Linked DNA regions of Danio rerio: region 2 is linked to region 1. The links are chromatin contacts, called in public HiCAR-type maps. All regions are on one chromosome and are shown on one strand. Each heading gives the region's core, a stretch centred on a gene start, on an enhancer-like site or on the middle of the called end of the contact. The rest is flanking DNA. Distances are from core to core; before and after follow the strand shown. Region 1 holds the start of cd99l2 (CD99 molecule-like 2). Region 2 holds the start of pelp1 (proline, glutamate and leucine rich protein 1).

Region 1 (3,442 bases), core at 292-2,791:
TCCGTTTACCTCTGCCAGAACTGCAGACGCTGGCATCCCTGATTCATTACAGTACTGGCATAGGTGGAGGGGATTTACAAAATACAGCATGGGTTGTACATCATCTCTGCTTCATTGTAGTTTTTTTTTTTTTTTAAGGGGATTTTTTTTCCTCCCCATACACCTATTATTTAATTTTGCTCATACTAGATTGAAATCTTTGACATTGAACTCGTGTGTCTCACACATCAGCAGAGGGTGGCTGTACCCCATCATAAATGATGGTATCTTCCTATCTTCCGCAGTCTCCAAAAAATTCCTAACTCCTATGCTGTACCTGGACGCATTGTGGCTTCGTATGCGCATGCGCTCTTCCTCCAAGCCTCCCAACCTACCTGTACCGTGAAAAGATGAAGAGACTGGACTGTGGAGTTGAGTCGACATTGTTCTCTGAACATATATTTTACGCACTACTGGTTATTAATTCATTTATTTTTACTTGGATGAACGTCTCCACAAAATTGTCAATGAAGATTTATCTTCATAGTAAACGAGGGGTTCGAAACATACACTGTAAAGCTATTGCAAAGTATGACTATAAGCTAAATTCATAAGCTAAAATTCACAACGATGTTAATTATTTGTTGAATACGGCAAACAATAAAAGATTGTTGTTTAGCAGGATTATAAAATCAGCAATATCTAATTAATCTTAAATAACGTACATCTCTGCGCAAGAGGAATCAAATATGACATACTGGGGATTAAAATTAGCGATGCACTTTTTAATATTCAACAGTCAAGAACAAAAAAATCCTTCCCTTCCTTATTAATATGCGAATAACGCACATATTCAAATCGACTTGAGGTGCAATAAACCACAACGTATTAAAAACGAAGGAGTTTTATTTTTGGTAAAAATGAGATTGTCATTTGTTGAGCCTCAGCATGTTAAGCACATCGCCGGAGCAATGGCTAGACCCAGACAGATGATCGAGAGCCAGACAGATGTTAAAACGCAACTCGGAGACGGTGATTTATGGCATTCACGCACCCAGCGCTTCACATTAAAGAAGAAAAATGCCATTTAAATGCCTTAAATCAATGCTTGCCCATGGTGTCGATAAAAATGATGAAGTAGGCATGGCACCGGGTTCAACAAAGAGGGGCGCAGCGCTTACCTTTCACTACCAGCAGAGAAAAGACCGCTAGAAGCGTCCATGTCCAGAGCGTCTTCTCCATGTTAAAACTCCGAAATGGCAACTGGGTTGCTGCGATATTAAATATTGGCAGCAGATGATGTATTTATGGCTATTTGTCCTTGGGGCCTAACGGGAGTTTTAAGGGTCGCAGTTACTAGTCGAGCCGAAAAAGCCTGCGAGACGATCTGCAGTGCGAATGAGCAGCGCTGGATTCACAGCCGCGTGTTAGATCACGTTACAAGACCGGCTTTAGGGCGGTTCCTCATTCAGCTCAGCTTTTTAGCACGCTGTAACACAGCTTTTTATAAACAGACGAGCCTTCCAGTGTTACTTGCTCCCCTACAAATAAATAACAGTTATGTGAACTCGCTAATGGACTTTGCGACCAGCTGGATGTAGAATATGGGCGCGATAAGAGCGTGTTTACAGTGCTGGTGAAGAACTGCTGCTCGAGCAGATAAGATGACCTCCTCTCGTGCATTTGGCCATTCACTCAGAATGACTGAATTAGGATAATTGTGCGTCTCTGAATAATTAAGTGACTCGCACAATTGACTTCTGTTAATAATTGATATGTTTTGGCACATCTCGGGTTTATGTGCTCTAGCAGTTTATTCGGAATTGGTAATTATTTACAAAACAATTTTGAAAAAAGGATGTGGTAATCTAACAAGATTGGTAAGTAAATCAGTTAAACCACCTCTTATAGTGTATACTTTCACATGGAAAGTTATATTTGTCAATCATGGTTTACAGACTTGAGCTAACATAACCAAAGTTAACTTTCTTAAGAAGGTTATAAGATTGTGAAATACAAAAACAATTGTATTGCTCTTTGAACTAACATTAACAAAAGAAACATTATTCCAAATTATTACCAAAATGTTTTAAGCACACAGAAATCCTTTGTGTTTAAAAATATATACATAATTAAAACTACTCAGCGAAGCAGTGAGTAAACCAACAATATAACGTCAAACTAGACAAAAAGGTCTGTTAACAACCTAATTGTTAATTGCTAACAAACATTTAGAATCCCAAAGTCTTGTTAGATATCCTACATGTAATACACACATGAAATATGTAGCATAAACATCAATTTCTGTTTTGCCTCTAAGCGTAATCCGATCATGTTGTTAGGACATACTACAATAAAATCTAAATATGACAAACGTATTAAGTACGTCCCAAAACAAATGTGTTAACACAGCATAATTTCAATATGTTCTAATTATGCTTAGCGGCAAAACAGAAATTGATGTTTATGGTACATATTCGACGTGTGTTTTTGAGATTTTTTTAGATTCTAAATGTTTGTTAACAATTTGTGTACTTTCATATAAAGAATAACTCAAGCACATACTGTTTTTGCTAACATGGAACTAATTAAGGGCAGACTTTACGATAAGTTAATATTAGTTAATGTAATAACATGAACTATGGAAAAATATTTCACAGCTATCACTAATCAGTTTAACATTTACTATGCATTATTAAAATTATTAAAGGGTATGCTTGTTGACATTAGTTAACTAACAATGAACAACTTTTATTAACTAATGTTAACATAAGTTGGATAAACTCTGTTTAACTCTGGAGAAACTTTGTTCATGTTAGTAAATACAATAGCTAACATTAATTACTGAAACTATTGAAAAGTGTTACCATGTATAATATAAATGTTCATTCAGGCGCTTTATTGCACTGTGCCCAAATAAATGCCTAACAATATACTCTTAACATTCTACTAACAATTGAATCTAATCCTACTTTTTAAACTTGTTAAACAACCACTTAAATGCAACCCTTTTATCTAAAAATATTAATTAGATATTTTAAAACTTTTTTAAAAACAAATTTGTGGATCTGTAACTCATCTCTAAAACATGTAATGTACTACCAGACTCTTAACTTGTTCCCATGTATATCGACACAAGGACACAAACACAGAATGGTGATGAATAGTTCATAACACTGTAAGCCTGCTCACTTGCATTGTCTAGACACTTGACGGCAGAGAAGTGCCTACACCTGGAGTGAGCATCCACAATAAACTAAACAGTCAATTTAACACTTAAATTGTTGATTTAATTTTATCTGAAGGCTAGAAGGTCAGTAGCTCTTGAAAATTGTTGACTTCTGTGCACCTCAGCCAACACTGACCCCTCTCTGTGATTTAATGTGGCCTACCACATGCTGTTGTTGCTGTTGTTCCTAAATGCTCCCACTTTGTAATAATACCACTAACAGCCGACTGTGGA
Region 2 (3,442 bases), core at 430-2,929, 110 kb after region 1:
TATTTCAAGCAAAAATGGTTTGAAACGTTTTGTAATATTAAACTGGATCCTCAAAATGGTTTAATTGTTTGTTTTTTATTCATACTTTGCCACTATCTTTCAAATATATTTAGTCATTTAAAATTCGGTATGATCACTTATTCTTTTATATTTTAAAGAGTACATGTTCAAAAGAAAAAGATGACGGAAGCATTAATTTAGCCATATTTTGACATAATTTTTACAAACATAATTTTTGTGTATATAAAATAGTTTTAATATCTAACTTGATGCATATTGCAAAATTGGGCATCTCTCCTTTGACCATTTAGCAAGACTACTAATACTGAGCATATTAAGTGTGACTGTCTAATGAAATCAGAATCGAGGAGGAAATTGAGCTGATTTGAGGAGTGGTTTCCTCTCTAGGCTAAAAGCTGATTGATTCCTTCAATTCTGCATGGTCAGGGGAAATCATTTGCAGAATGTGCTGTAAGATATTTACAATTTCATGCAGGCTGTTGTACAAGTGTCTATTTATACTTATTCATTTGTAATTAAAGTGCTAAATTTATTCAATATTATTTTTTATTTCACAAACAACAACTTGATTATAAAATACATCACGGTGTTCAAGCACATTATGGAGTTTCACTATATGATGAACCTGGTGTGTAATATCTTCATTAAAATCCATCTGCAATATGGGCAACTGGTGAGCAATGCCTGTTCTAAACCAGCTTACAAAGATTATTCAAGATCTAATTATAAAAGTGACATATTTTAAAAACTGCATGCAGTCACAAAGCAACTACAGATGGATGGATGTTGAACTGCTGTAATGATGTGTCCTCGCATTATCCTAATTTATACCTTTGTCTATAGAAAATAACATGCTCATGTAGGATTCCTAAGAATTATTTTAAAGTGATTTCTTAATGGTAAAATTAATATTGAATAGGGCCTAGTTGCCAGTTAAAGGTTTGGAAGCATTTGATTTGTGTGTTTTTATGTATATTTGTGGTATTGGTAAGTAATAACCACAAGTAGCTTAGAAAATCAGTTATTTGGTGACCTGAAATAGGATGTTTATTAAATAATTTCCAATCTGGCCTATCAGTTTCAATGCCTGATGATTTAATTACAAGTCAATTCCAGTCAACCTTATGATTACAAGGTTTTTATGTTCTTTGAAAAACAAATCTAGTGTGTGTCCTAACTTGAGCTTGGTGCTTTGAAAACTTCCATTTAATCAACAAATTGATAAAAAAGAGGTATTAAAACATACTTAAATTATTCTATAACTACTACTGTATGGCTACAAAAAATCTTGAAATCTCGTTCAAAATTAGATTTTAAGGAAAAATTTTAGTTTTAGTTTTATAGAAGTGTAGTTTCCCCACTAAGTAAAAAGTAATTATACTGTTAACTATGTGATAGTAAGTTTACTTGGCTTTTTATTTATTTATTATGTGCATAGATGTGTGGTTACTTTTTTAAATAACTACAATAAACATGTTTTTATACTTTATTTAACGTTAAGTAACCAGCGGTTGATTTGTGTACAAAAGCTTAATAATTAGCAAAGGCGTGATCATCTACATACAAACCATACAAACAAACAAAACACCTTTGACGCTGACGCGACATGTTGACGTCAACCTAACTGTACACTGGTCGCGGGATTTGCGCGTCACACTGGGGCGCTAAGATGGCTTCAACGAGCTGGCTGCATGGCCCCAACATTACTCGTTTAACGGAAGGGCTGGTGTCCGTTTTAAAGGAGGAGAGACCTGAATTTCTACCCGCTCTTCTAGCAAACTACCGTGAGCATGCAGCGGTTGGGACTCAGGTAGGACGGAGGCTGTTTTTGTCTGCACTGGCAGTTCGCGACGCGAGGAACTGTGCGCTCCTTTCATTTAAATGAAAGCGACATTTGGTGGCGTCGCGTCGCACGCTTGCTTTGTAAACAAAGCCAGAGTAAATATAAAGCGTTGTATAGATATATATATTTTTATTAACTAATGTGGCCATTTGTTGAGTAAATAAGCTTTCGTCAAGTCTTTATTGTTAGTTTAGTGTATGTTTCATGTCTAGTCGTATCCTATTGTGCATCTTTCAGTTTACCTTGGAAAACAGACCTTCATTTGTTTGTATTGACTGAATTTTAGAGCTCTGGAGCTGTGGGTGGTCTGGTGGGCCTCAGTAATGCTCGACTTGGGTCCAGTAAAACCAGGTGAGCTGTCAAGAGTTTACTTTTGCACTCAGAATTGTGCACTCCCAGGTCATTTCTCTTGCATTTGCACAAACCGTTAAAAACATTCTTCTTGATCAAACCCTACTGAGACATTTAGTCTGCTGTTGACTTAAAAAAGCTAAGTGAAGTTTTTTAATCTTGAATTCAAATGAGGGAAAACCTAGACATTCACAGAGTTTTTTAGGATATGAAGTGTTATGTCATGCAAAATAAATTTGAGGACTTGAATAGTTTTTTAGAGGTTTAGTTCTAAGACCATAAGAACTATATAAGAACGCATAAGTGAACCTACTAAATGATTGGAAATAAGATGTAATGTCATAAGGCACTAAGATCTATTTTTCTGGCCTGTAATTATGACCCAAAATAATCCAGTAACTCTTTATTTTTTATCTTTGTGGCTATATACTTATAATCATTATAAAATACTATGTATTACTATGATTAAAGTTAATCATGAACCTAACTTTAACCCACCTACAGTGATTTCTTATGTGGGTACACTTTAATACTCATCCAATGCTATATTTTTAATGTTGTCATACAACAAAATTAATCTGGAGAGACTTTTTTTTAAAAAACGTGAATGAGAAATGGTAGAATCTACATCAAAAGTAAATCTTTAGAAACTTTTTTTTATCTTATGTATTTTTTTATTATTGGTGTCTTTTTATTGTTTAAAAAACGTATTATATAATGGTCATGTTATTTATGTTTTTCTCATGAAATTGTCATTGAAGCTGATATAGCAACAAACTTGAAACTCGTACAATTAAACTGCAAACAATACGTCTTTAAAAGTTGTTATTTAAAACTACTGTTACGTTCTGCCAAACACTGAAGTCTTTTAATTTCTTTACCATAATTTGAATGATTCACCTGTGCATGTTTTTTTTTTTTAATGAACAAGGCTCTATCGCAGATTCTTTCATGGTACTTTACTATACACTCATTTGCATGCGTTTTAGGTTTGAAGGCCTGTGTCTCCTGTCTGTGCTGGTAAAGGACAGTTCCAGTGAAGTGTTTCAGCAGCATTGCCTGTCATGGCTGCGAACACTACAGCAGATCATCCAGGTGAGAGATAACTTAAAACATTTGATTAGTTCTGGTTCTTATGCTTGCTCATTCCAGATATATATATATATATATATATATATATATATATATATATATATATATATATATATATATATATATATAGCAATT

What was found. HiCAR-type assays count read pairs that join an accessible place to other places.
Region 2: a contact with region 1 is called in a HiCAR-type map of caudal fin, with 4 times the contacts expected there. The contact joins the promoter of pelp1 here to the promoter of cd99l2 in region 1.

Annotation. Positions count from the first base shown.
Region 1 is chr7:25,921,130-25,924,571 of GRCz12tu, forward strand. cd99l2 (CD99 molecule-like 2) reads right to left here and starts at 1,542. Exons shown (of 10, transcript NM_194369.2): 1 at 1,161-1,542. The coding sequence starts at 1,221.
Region 2 is chr7:26,028,844-26,032,285 of GRCz12tu, forward strand. It overlaps pelp1 (proline, glutamate and leucine rich protein 1), which reads left to right and starts at 1,680. Exons shown (of 17, transcript XM_001338982.9): 1 at 1,680-1,831; 2 at 2,151-2,215; 3 at 3,205-3,310. The coding sequence starts at 1,691.